2 separate regions of the Hordeum vulgare genome follow, and region 2 is linked to region 1. The links are chromatin contacts, called in public Hi-C maps. All regions are on one chromosome and are shown on one strand. The core of a region is the stretch at or near the end of the contact, and the rest is flanking DNA. Distances in the headings are between cores, read along the strand shown.

Region 1 (4,602 bases), core at 587-3,086:
GAAGAAGTGGAGGCACATGACGACTACTTCAAGCTGACAAGGGGTTACTGCGGCAAACTCTCTTTCCCTGCCAAACAGAAGTGCATGGCGACTTTGTGAATAATTGCACTTGGTATTGTGGCAGATGTCGTTGGTGAGATGGTCAGGATGGTGAAGAGCACATGCCCGAAGATTACTATCAAGTTTGCCCGTGCTGTGATCGAGGTGTTTGGAGCAGAGTATCCGAGAGAACTAAATTTGCAGGACACTAAGAAGTTTTTGGCTATTAGAGAGGCTAGAGGGTTTCTAGGAATGCTCGGATCAATTGATTGCATGCATTGACAGTGAAAGAACTACCCAAAGGTTTGCGAGGAATGTATCAAGGTCACAACAAAGATGCCACCATCATACTAGAAGTGGTGGCATCACATGACTTATAAATTTGACACGCTTTCTTTGGAATGTCGGGTTCTCACAACGACATCAACATGCTTCAACGATCTCTGGTGTTCAGGAGGCTTTGCAACGGAGAATCACCCCCGTGCAACTACACCGTCAACGGTCGAGACTATAAAATGGGATATTATCTTGTCGGTGTCATATAACCTCAGTAGGTTGCATTTGTGACGACCATATCCAAACCACATAGCTGAAAACAAAAGTACTTCGCAACCATGCAAGAAGCATCTAGGAAGAATGTGGAGAGGGCATTCACAGTGCTGTAAACTCGTTGAGGAATTGTCCGAAGGGCTGCACTGATGTGGGAATCAAAAACCTTATAGCAGCTGATGACATGTTGTGTTATTTTACACAATATGATTATCGAGGATGAAGGTGATGGTGTAGCCGAAACCAATAATTTTAAAACACATGGCGGACAAGTTAAAATCCCCAAAGATCAAGATGCAGATCAACTTATAAACTTTCTGAAGATGCATCAGAATCTCCGATATCATCAGGTGCACGGACAACTACTAAATGAACTGGTGGATGGGGGGGGGGCATAAAGAACAGATGATTAATTGTGCATATCATATAAATTTATGTAAACACTATTTATGTTCGATACCAACATTTGTTATTTACGTTCGACAATGATATGTTTTCTTGAGAGTACGGATATAAGGTATATGGATGTGTAGAGTGATTTATAAGGGACCGCCCACGAATATGACCGGACACGTCCGACTGTAAATGCTCATAATGTGCCTCATCAAAGAAAAGAAAATAAAAACCTCGGCACATATACATTTTCTATTTTTTACTTTAACTTTTGACTTTTTACATCGGACCATACCTTTTCTTCCCAAACACCCGTTTCTATCGAGTATACCATCCGAATCTACATTCCGAAGTTAGCCGGTCAAGCAAGCGACAGTCTTCTTGAAGACAACTTTTGTTGTTGTATGTATCCGTCTATCGAACTCCATTATTAGAGCATCTCTTGCAGTTGCCATCTCAAGCTAAGCAAGCAACAGTAAACAAACAGAAAGGGAAGCCGGCCATGTGGGCGAGACTATAGATCAGACGCACGCGGCCCATCTGGCAGGCCGTTCCCGCCGATAGGAGACAATCGATCAGTTTGCAGGCCCAAATAAAAGAAAAAGAAATGATCTGAATCACTGCAATCGCGTCACACGCACCGTCGCCACTGCGCACACGCTTGGCATGGAGCACCAGCACGGCTAGCGTTCGTTGCGTAGCGAGTCGATGACGCCACTGCCCACTGCATCGCATCTTGCAACTGATCAAGATTCTCTGCGCCACCGAGACCCTCACCCGCAGCTGCCCCGCACCCGGCACCGTCACCGACCCCGGTCGTCAGCCAGGCGCACCCAAGCATAAATAAATGGCCGTGCTCGGCAACGCGGCAGCATCCCCGGCTTTACTCCTCTTCCTCTCGTGGGTGCGTGTGTGAGCGTGTGCGCATTCCACTCATTCACAGAACAGTGTGAGTAGTGCGCGGTGCTTGCCTCATTCGCAGCGGCATGGACATGGCTTCCAACGGGAGCGCCGGCGAGGTCAGGGAAGTCCACAGCAGCGAGACCACCAAGACACTCCTCAAGAGCGACGCCCTCTACGACGTACGTACGCGGATCGTCTCTCTCCCTGTGTCTTCCACGCTCGTCCCTGAATTTTAGCTGCTGAGCGTGTCTTGTTTTTCATTTTGCAGTACATGCTGAAGACGATGGTGTACCCGCGGGAGAACGAGTTCATGCGCGAGCTCCGACAGATCACCAGTGAGCACATATTGTACGCGATTCCGCTCCCTTCTCTTGCCTCCCCTAGAACTGCAGATCATGCTATGTGTTCTAGAAGGACTGCAGGTCATGGTGGGTTGACTGGGGTGTTTGTTTGTTCTTGCTGTAGCGGGTTCATGTCGTCGCCGCCGGACGAGGGGCTGCTGCTGTCGCTGCTGCTCAAGGTGATGGGCGCCAAGAGGACCATCGAGGTGGGGGTCTACACCGGTTGCTCCGTCCTGACCACGGCGCTGGCCATCCCGGACGACGGCAGGATCATCGCCATCGACGTCAGTAGGGAGTACTTCGACCTCGGCCTCCCCGTCATCAAGAAGGCCGGCGTCGCGCACAAGGTCGACTTCCGCGAGGGCCCCGCCGGCCCCATCCTCGACAAGCTCATCGCCGACGAGGACGAGGGGAGCTTCGACTTCGCCTTCGTGGACGCCGACAAGTACAACTACGGCAGCTACCACGAGCAGCTGCTGCGGCTCGTGCGCGTCGGCGGCGTGCTCGCCTACGACAACACGCTCTGGGGCGGCACTGTGTCCATGCCCGACGACACGCCGCTCACGGAGGAGGACCGCAAGAAACGGGACTCCATCAGGGGGTTCAACGCCATGATCGCCGCCGACGCGCGCGTGGAGCCCGTGCAGCTCCCTATCGCCGACGGTATCACGCTCTGCCGCCGCGTCGTTTGATTCGCATGGACCGGCCGTGTGCAGCAGCTAGCTGGTCGTGCGTCAAATGTGTGAAACGAAATAAAATAAATACGGGACTTCTTGTTCGATATATAGTGAGCATCTCTACCCGCTCCCCTTTTCAAATAAATTATCTACTAATGCAAAAGTTGGATGTATAAAAATCAAAATACGATAGAGAAGTTGGATAAAACATACCCACTCCAACAACTTTTGTTCTCATCGTCAAAGAACACTGCAACCGACATTTTCTTCTAGTGAGCATCTCTCCGGCTTATCTTCCAGTATAAAAATAAAAATATGATATAGAAATATTTGCGTTATATCCTAGGAACATAAAATTTATTGATTATTCAGATTTTGATTTTGCCGGCTGTGTGAGTGGTAAGAAACCCACATCAGGTTATATATTCACACTCGTGAAAGGAGACATATGGTGAAAAGGCTCCAAACAAGCTTAACTGCTGCGTTGCAAGCATTATTTGTAGCATGTTTTGAGGCCACCGGACAAACACTATGGCTAAAGAATTTTATTTCCAGGTTTAAAATGGTTGATAGCATATCTAAATCAATTTTATTGTATTATGATAATAAACATGCCGTTTCCTATACGAGTAACAACAAGTCAAGTGATGGTACAAAACACATTGACATCAAGTGTCAAACAATTTGTTGGGATATCCTTCTCATGTGAGCAGTGAGAAGATGACCAATTGAGGCCTTTTAAGCAGCACAAAAGAGGTGGAGAAGCCCACTATCCATTAAAGTTATGACCTAGGGTTATTTTGGTCTTTGTACGTGAGTGGATGGGGATGCTTTATCCTTATCGAACAACAACCATCTAGAGTGATAAAAATCAGTTCAGCCTTTATTGAAAAAGAAGAGAGAAACCCAAGTGAGAAAAAAAAGAATAGAAAGATTGAAGGAAGAAGCAAAGGGAGCTCCTTCCCAAGGTTGTGATGATTCAGATCCACTACATTGTTTTTTAACACAAAAAAGGTCCCGAAGGACCCAGACTTATATTAATAAGCATACAACATCTTACATAAAGGCCCAATAGAAAATAAAAAATTACAACCCAGGCCAGACATTTTGCAGATAGAACCCGAGACAATAAAAATGAAAAGCAATCGAGTCATCTTCGCCTTCTTCGAGCCTAGCCCGATCCCACCACCACCGGGGACGAAACCGGTTGGGGAAGTGGAATGGCTACAGCATTGCCGGCGAAAGACGAGAGGTAAACAGTGGAAGTACGAGGACGAAGAATCAGATGAACTGCTGATGACGAGTTGGTGGATATACTTCTCGTCCCTCGTTGGTTACCCCAAGTGGAAGGTGGAGATGTAGTCAACATCAGATTTCCCTTACAAGGGGACTCTAAGGTTTATCGAACCAGGAGGACTCCGATGATCAACAAGTAGGTGTCCGCTGCTCTGACGCTAGCACAAGACGTGGACCTGCACACACAACAAATAACTTTGCTCTCAACGAGTTCAGAGAGGTTGTCAATCTCTCCGGCCTTGTCGTTTGCAAACGATCAAAACACAAGCGGGAATAGCGATAGTGATTGCAACCGAAAAGTAAATAAAAACAGTAAATGGTGGAGGTGTAAACAATGGTGGTAATATGGACCAGAGTACCATGATATTCATTAGTGATGTCTCTCTCCCAAAAGAGGATAAACA
Region 2 (4,602 bases), core at 1,472-3,971, 780 kb before region 1:
GATATAACTGATGCCAAGATAATCATAGCAGTTGTAAACGGTGGTGAGTTCTCTGCTCGGAGTGGCCTCAGTACTGTTTCGATAGCAAAAAAACATCCAGCAACTGCAGCATTAAAACCTAAACATATAGACAAGTGTCAGGGGGAAATATAGGAAAGAAACTCAACAACATGGGTATGGGACTAAGGAGCAGCTGGTAACTTAAAAAATATGAATCTCCTCTTCACTCCCGCAAAGATCTACAATGTTCCTAAATATGATTTGTGGTCCTTGCTTGCATAATTATTGCATCATCCTTTCTTTTTTAATTTCTGCCTAGCATCTTGGCAAGATTTCGTTGTATTTAAATTCTATCTTATGCATGTGAACAATTTGACAGACATAATTACTTAGGTATACTACCAGGCAGCAACCCTGGTAAGCTATCATTAATTAAAAACCATAGTTAGCCTTGCTATAGCCTTTTCAGCAAGGTGCCGCTAAAGGCTATCATGTACAAATAGACCGATATAGCCCGCTATAGCTGATTTAGAGGTCCGCCGCTATTTGCCATAGCCCGCTATTTAAAACTATGTTCAAAACAAAAGTAGTTACTTAGGTATACCTGAAGCAATTCCAGCAGCTGATCCGGCTGCGATAAGAGCAATCCTTCGTTCCCTGTTGTTCTCCATCATTTCAGCGCACCCAATTGCACAAGATTTACCAATATCAACACTAGGCCCTTCAGGACCCAACGAACATCCCGTCCCTAAAGTAATTGCAGCTTGGATGGCCTTGATTGCAGGAAAAATCGCACTCATGAAATCGATACCTTCCCTTTGAGATGACATAGATAGCTTTATCTGCTCAAATATCTCCAGCAACCCATGCATCATACCAACAACAACTCCACCAGTCACTGGAATTAACAATATCCTATGCCAAGTATCAGCAAGCCTCTGCAGGCGAAGCCAAGCAGCACCCTCGGTGGGTGTGCCTGCCCATGCCCATTCATGTATGACATGCACCTGAAAAGGGTAAGGCAAGTGTTTTTCAAACAGCTGAACAGTAAAGATTAAAAATCAACCTTTTAGTTCAAACAATAAACAATTAAATGATTGAATAGCTCCTGCTTAATGACTATGATCTTCCTAAGCAAAGCCTATCCTATTAGATCTAAAGAATTGATAAGTTAAAAACACAGAGAAACACCAAACATAAAACTACACAAGGATTTGAAGCTCACCATGTAGTGAAAATTAATTAGTAGAGGTGAGCTCCACACAGCTCAACAATTACAGTGTGAGAACATAGAAGTATCTTAACATGGAGATGGCCTTAGTCTATTTAAGACCTGAAATAACGCCCAAAATACTCCCCAAGGCAACCCCCACCCAAAAGCTCCACAAAGCAAACGTTTAAAAAAAATGAGAGTAAAACAGGGCATAAGCTCTGCGAACACATAGCAGTTGCAAGGTAGATACACAGGCAGAACACCCAAACACATCAGAAGGAGGACCTTTCTATTTCCCATGCAGTTTGATAAATCTCGAATAGGTTTCATATAACTCAGGTAGGCCACTATCTGATCTTCATCAAGGCAAATCACTAACACAATCAGAACACCAGAATCAGCAGCAATAAATTAAATAGCACAAAACCTTATCAAACCGGCAAGTCATCATCAGGTTAACATACTGCACACAAAACTCCTTGGCCCTTGCTCACCCCATAGCTTCACAAGGCATACATTAAAACGAATACTCTAACTGGCAGAGACCATAATGCACCAGCTATCACCAATTCTCCGTATCATCATGTTCCATGTGAAGACAACCAAGCAACACCAGCATATCCGATATGACACCCTGAGAAGCACACAAATTCATATGATCTATCACTTTTCCCACAGATGAGACTGTAAGTTTCTTCCTCACCACTGTGTTGCCTCATACAGGAGTGTGCTGCAGAACTACAATGCACGTAAATGTATACCCGCATCCATAGTCCAGAGTGTTTGAAATCCCCCACAACCCATCTATCTCATATCAACAGTCCCACGAAAACAATCATCACCATAGAAAGATCAGAGTAGATTTCACAGACCCTGTACTTGTCAAGCATAGAGATCTCGGCAGAATACTACTTTACCCAAAAGCAGCGGTTTAAAAGGACTGATAAATGACGCATTTTTTTCTCCACGCAGATCTCTTACTTACCCCGCGGTTAAACGCGGCGACGCAGATGCCGGTGGCAAGCCCGAGGAGGCACCCGACGAGCAGCAGCGCCCACTCGGGCGGCGCGCCGTCGCCGAGCTCGTCACTCTCCTCCCTCCTGGGCGCCCCCGCCTCCCCCGCCGCCGTGGGGGACGCCGGGCCGCTGTCGACGTGGTTATGTCGCCCCCTGCTCGAGAGCCGGCGGTCCAGGTTCCGCAGCAGCTCGCGCACGCGGTTCCTTCGCGGGGTCGATGGCGAGTCAGGGTCGGAGGAGGACGGCAGCGCGGCGGCGCCAGAGCGCAGCGGCTCGAGGTCGCTGTGCGCCATGGCGCGCGGGCGGGACAGGAGCGCGAGCTTAGCGCAATCGCATCAAAACTAGGTTCACCGGCTCGCTGGCCCGCGGTGGATCTAGGGGATTTGTGGCGGGCGATCTCGTCGGCGGTTGGGCGATGGCGAGGCGGGCAGAGGGGGAGGTGTGTGGGCGGACGTTAGGAGGAAGGAAAGGGAAGTGCGCGTGTTTGTTTTCCATGTTACACCTGGCCAGAGGCTCTATTTACAGGTACGGAGTAATAGGATTTTTTTTAGACAAATATGGAGTACTCTCGAAATATAAATGCATGAATGTTGTTATCTTAGAAGTGTCCCGTAAGAAAAATGATAAGGTGAAAAAGAGACTTATAAAAAAAGTTTGTCTTCTCTTATTTAAGATAGTACAAGAGGTGATCTTTTAGTACAATATGTCTCATCGCCTTTTTAGGAATAACTAATTATTGATGATAAGGCTAAGAGATAACCTATTGTAGATATTATTATTTTTGTCATTTTAAATTATATGCAAAACTTAAGATAAAACTATGTTGTCAATACAATGTCTTAAGTGCGTTTGTAGAGCATTATTTATTTACAGAGAGAGTAATGGATGAGGTAATGTTTTGGCTCATAGGTACAGATACACATACTATGAAAACACATTTCAAACTGTTAAAAAAAATCTAAACAATAATTTCGGATGTACATCCGGACATTCTATGCACACACATTTTTTTGCAAAACAAGGAACATTTTTTTGGCATGTATAAAAAAAGATAAAAATGCCTCATGAATAGTTATAATCAAGCATCAAAAATTGTCTTCTTTTACACAAGCCACACAAAATATCATTTTCGCTGAAACTTTGTGCATGAACATATAATGTTCAGATGTACACGCGAGATTTTATTTAAAAAAATAAATATTTTTAAATGTGTATTTAGACAATTGGTGTATCTACACCTATGTCCCAAAGTGAATTTCTCCTAATAGATACTCCACTTTCTCAGTTTCAAAATGCATAGTGCATTTTTATTTCATTAGAAAAAGATTTTTTACTAACAAATACGTGCTTTGTGTGTGAAAATTTCCATAACCACAATAAAATATTTTCCAACATGAACCTGTAATGACATAAGTTTTTTCACGTACTATGATGCGGAGGCCAAAGTTTTAGCTTTTTCTTGGAAAAGTAAAAAAAGATCACATACAACTAACTCTCATTCAACCGAGGAATAGACTATACAATATGGACATGAACCGAGATAGTGAACCACAATTTTATTTGTGCATTGTTACCCAATAGCACGATGTTGATCTATTTTTTTCTCATGGCGCAAGAGTGAGCCGTCCTCATGTACGGAGTTGAAGTGGGCATGAACATGACCTAACCTAAGGGTATGTTTGTGTGGGCTATTTTCAGTGGCTTATTTGCCTTCTACTCATTAGAAGTTGGAGGCCAAACAAACAGCCCAATTTTAGCTAGTGCCACGGAACCCAAAATCGAAGCCCGTCCATAAAACCGCGCATAAGTTGCAGCTTGAATTTCATGCTTCTTTTAGCCACAACTGGCTCCAAAGCAATGAAAAATACTTTTACCGGAGGTGCAAATACTAACATAGACACAACTCATGGTATGATTGTTGCTTGAAAGGATTGCTATGGTCGACTAGAGGGGCGTGATTAGGTGACTAATTTTTTCACTTCTTTAATAAGTTGGGCTAGACAAGAAAATAGGTTGTCTAGATATGCAATTAGGCGGACAACCTATGTGATGAGCTCAACAGCAACAATAGCAAGCATGCAATAGGAAGACAATATAAGCTTGCATCAAGTAAAGATGAGATGTAACAGCAAGTGGAGTGGATGGAGACGAGGATGTGTTGTCGAAGTTCCTTCCTTTTGGGGAGGTACGTCTCAGTTGGAACGTGTGGAGGCACAATGCTCTCCCAAAAAGTTACTAGGGTCACCATATTCTCCTCACGCCCTCACACAATGCGAGATGTCGTGATTTCACTAGCGGTGCACTCAAAGGCGGCAACGGAACCTTTAAACTTTAGAAACAAGGTTGGGGCTCTCTCCACAACTTAATTGGAGG

Evidence for each region. Hi-C and Micro-C count contacts between places; a contact is called where the count stands out from the background.
Region 2: a contact with region 1 is called in a Hi-C map of leaf, with 3 times the contacts expected there. The contact joins the promoter of LOC123407624 here to the promoter of LOC123411823 in region 1. A contact is called at or near these places in 3 of 6 Hi-C or Micro-C datasets (leaf and seedling).

What each region holds. Positions count from the first base shown.
Region 1 is chr7H:162,334,439-162,339,040 of MorexV3_pseudomolecules_assembly, reverse strand. LOC123411823 (tricin synthase 2-like) reads left to right here and starts at 1,836. Exons shown (of 3, transcript XM_045104779.1): 1 at 1,836-2,063; 2 at 2,153-2,232; 3 at 2,350-3,008. The coding sequence starts at 1,968. The coding sequence ends at 2,917.
Region 2 is chr7H:163,113,752-163,118,353 of MorexV3_pseudomolecules_assembly, reverse strand. LOC123407624 (chloride channel protein CLC-f) reads right to left here and starts at 2,721. Exons shown (of 10, transcript XM_045100791.1): 1 at 2,199-2,721; 2 at 605-1,007; 3 at 1-118. The coding sequence starts at 2,522.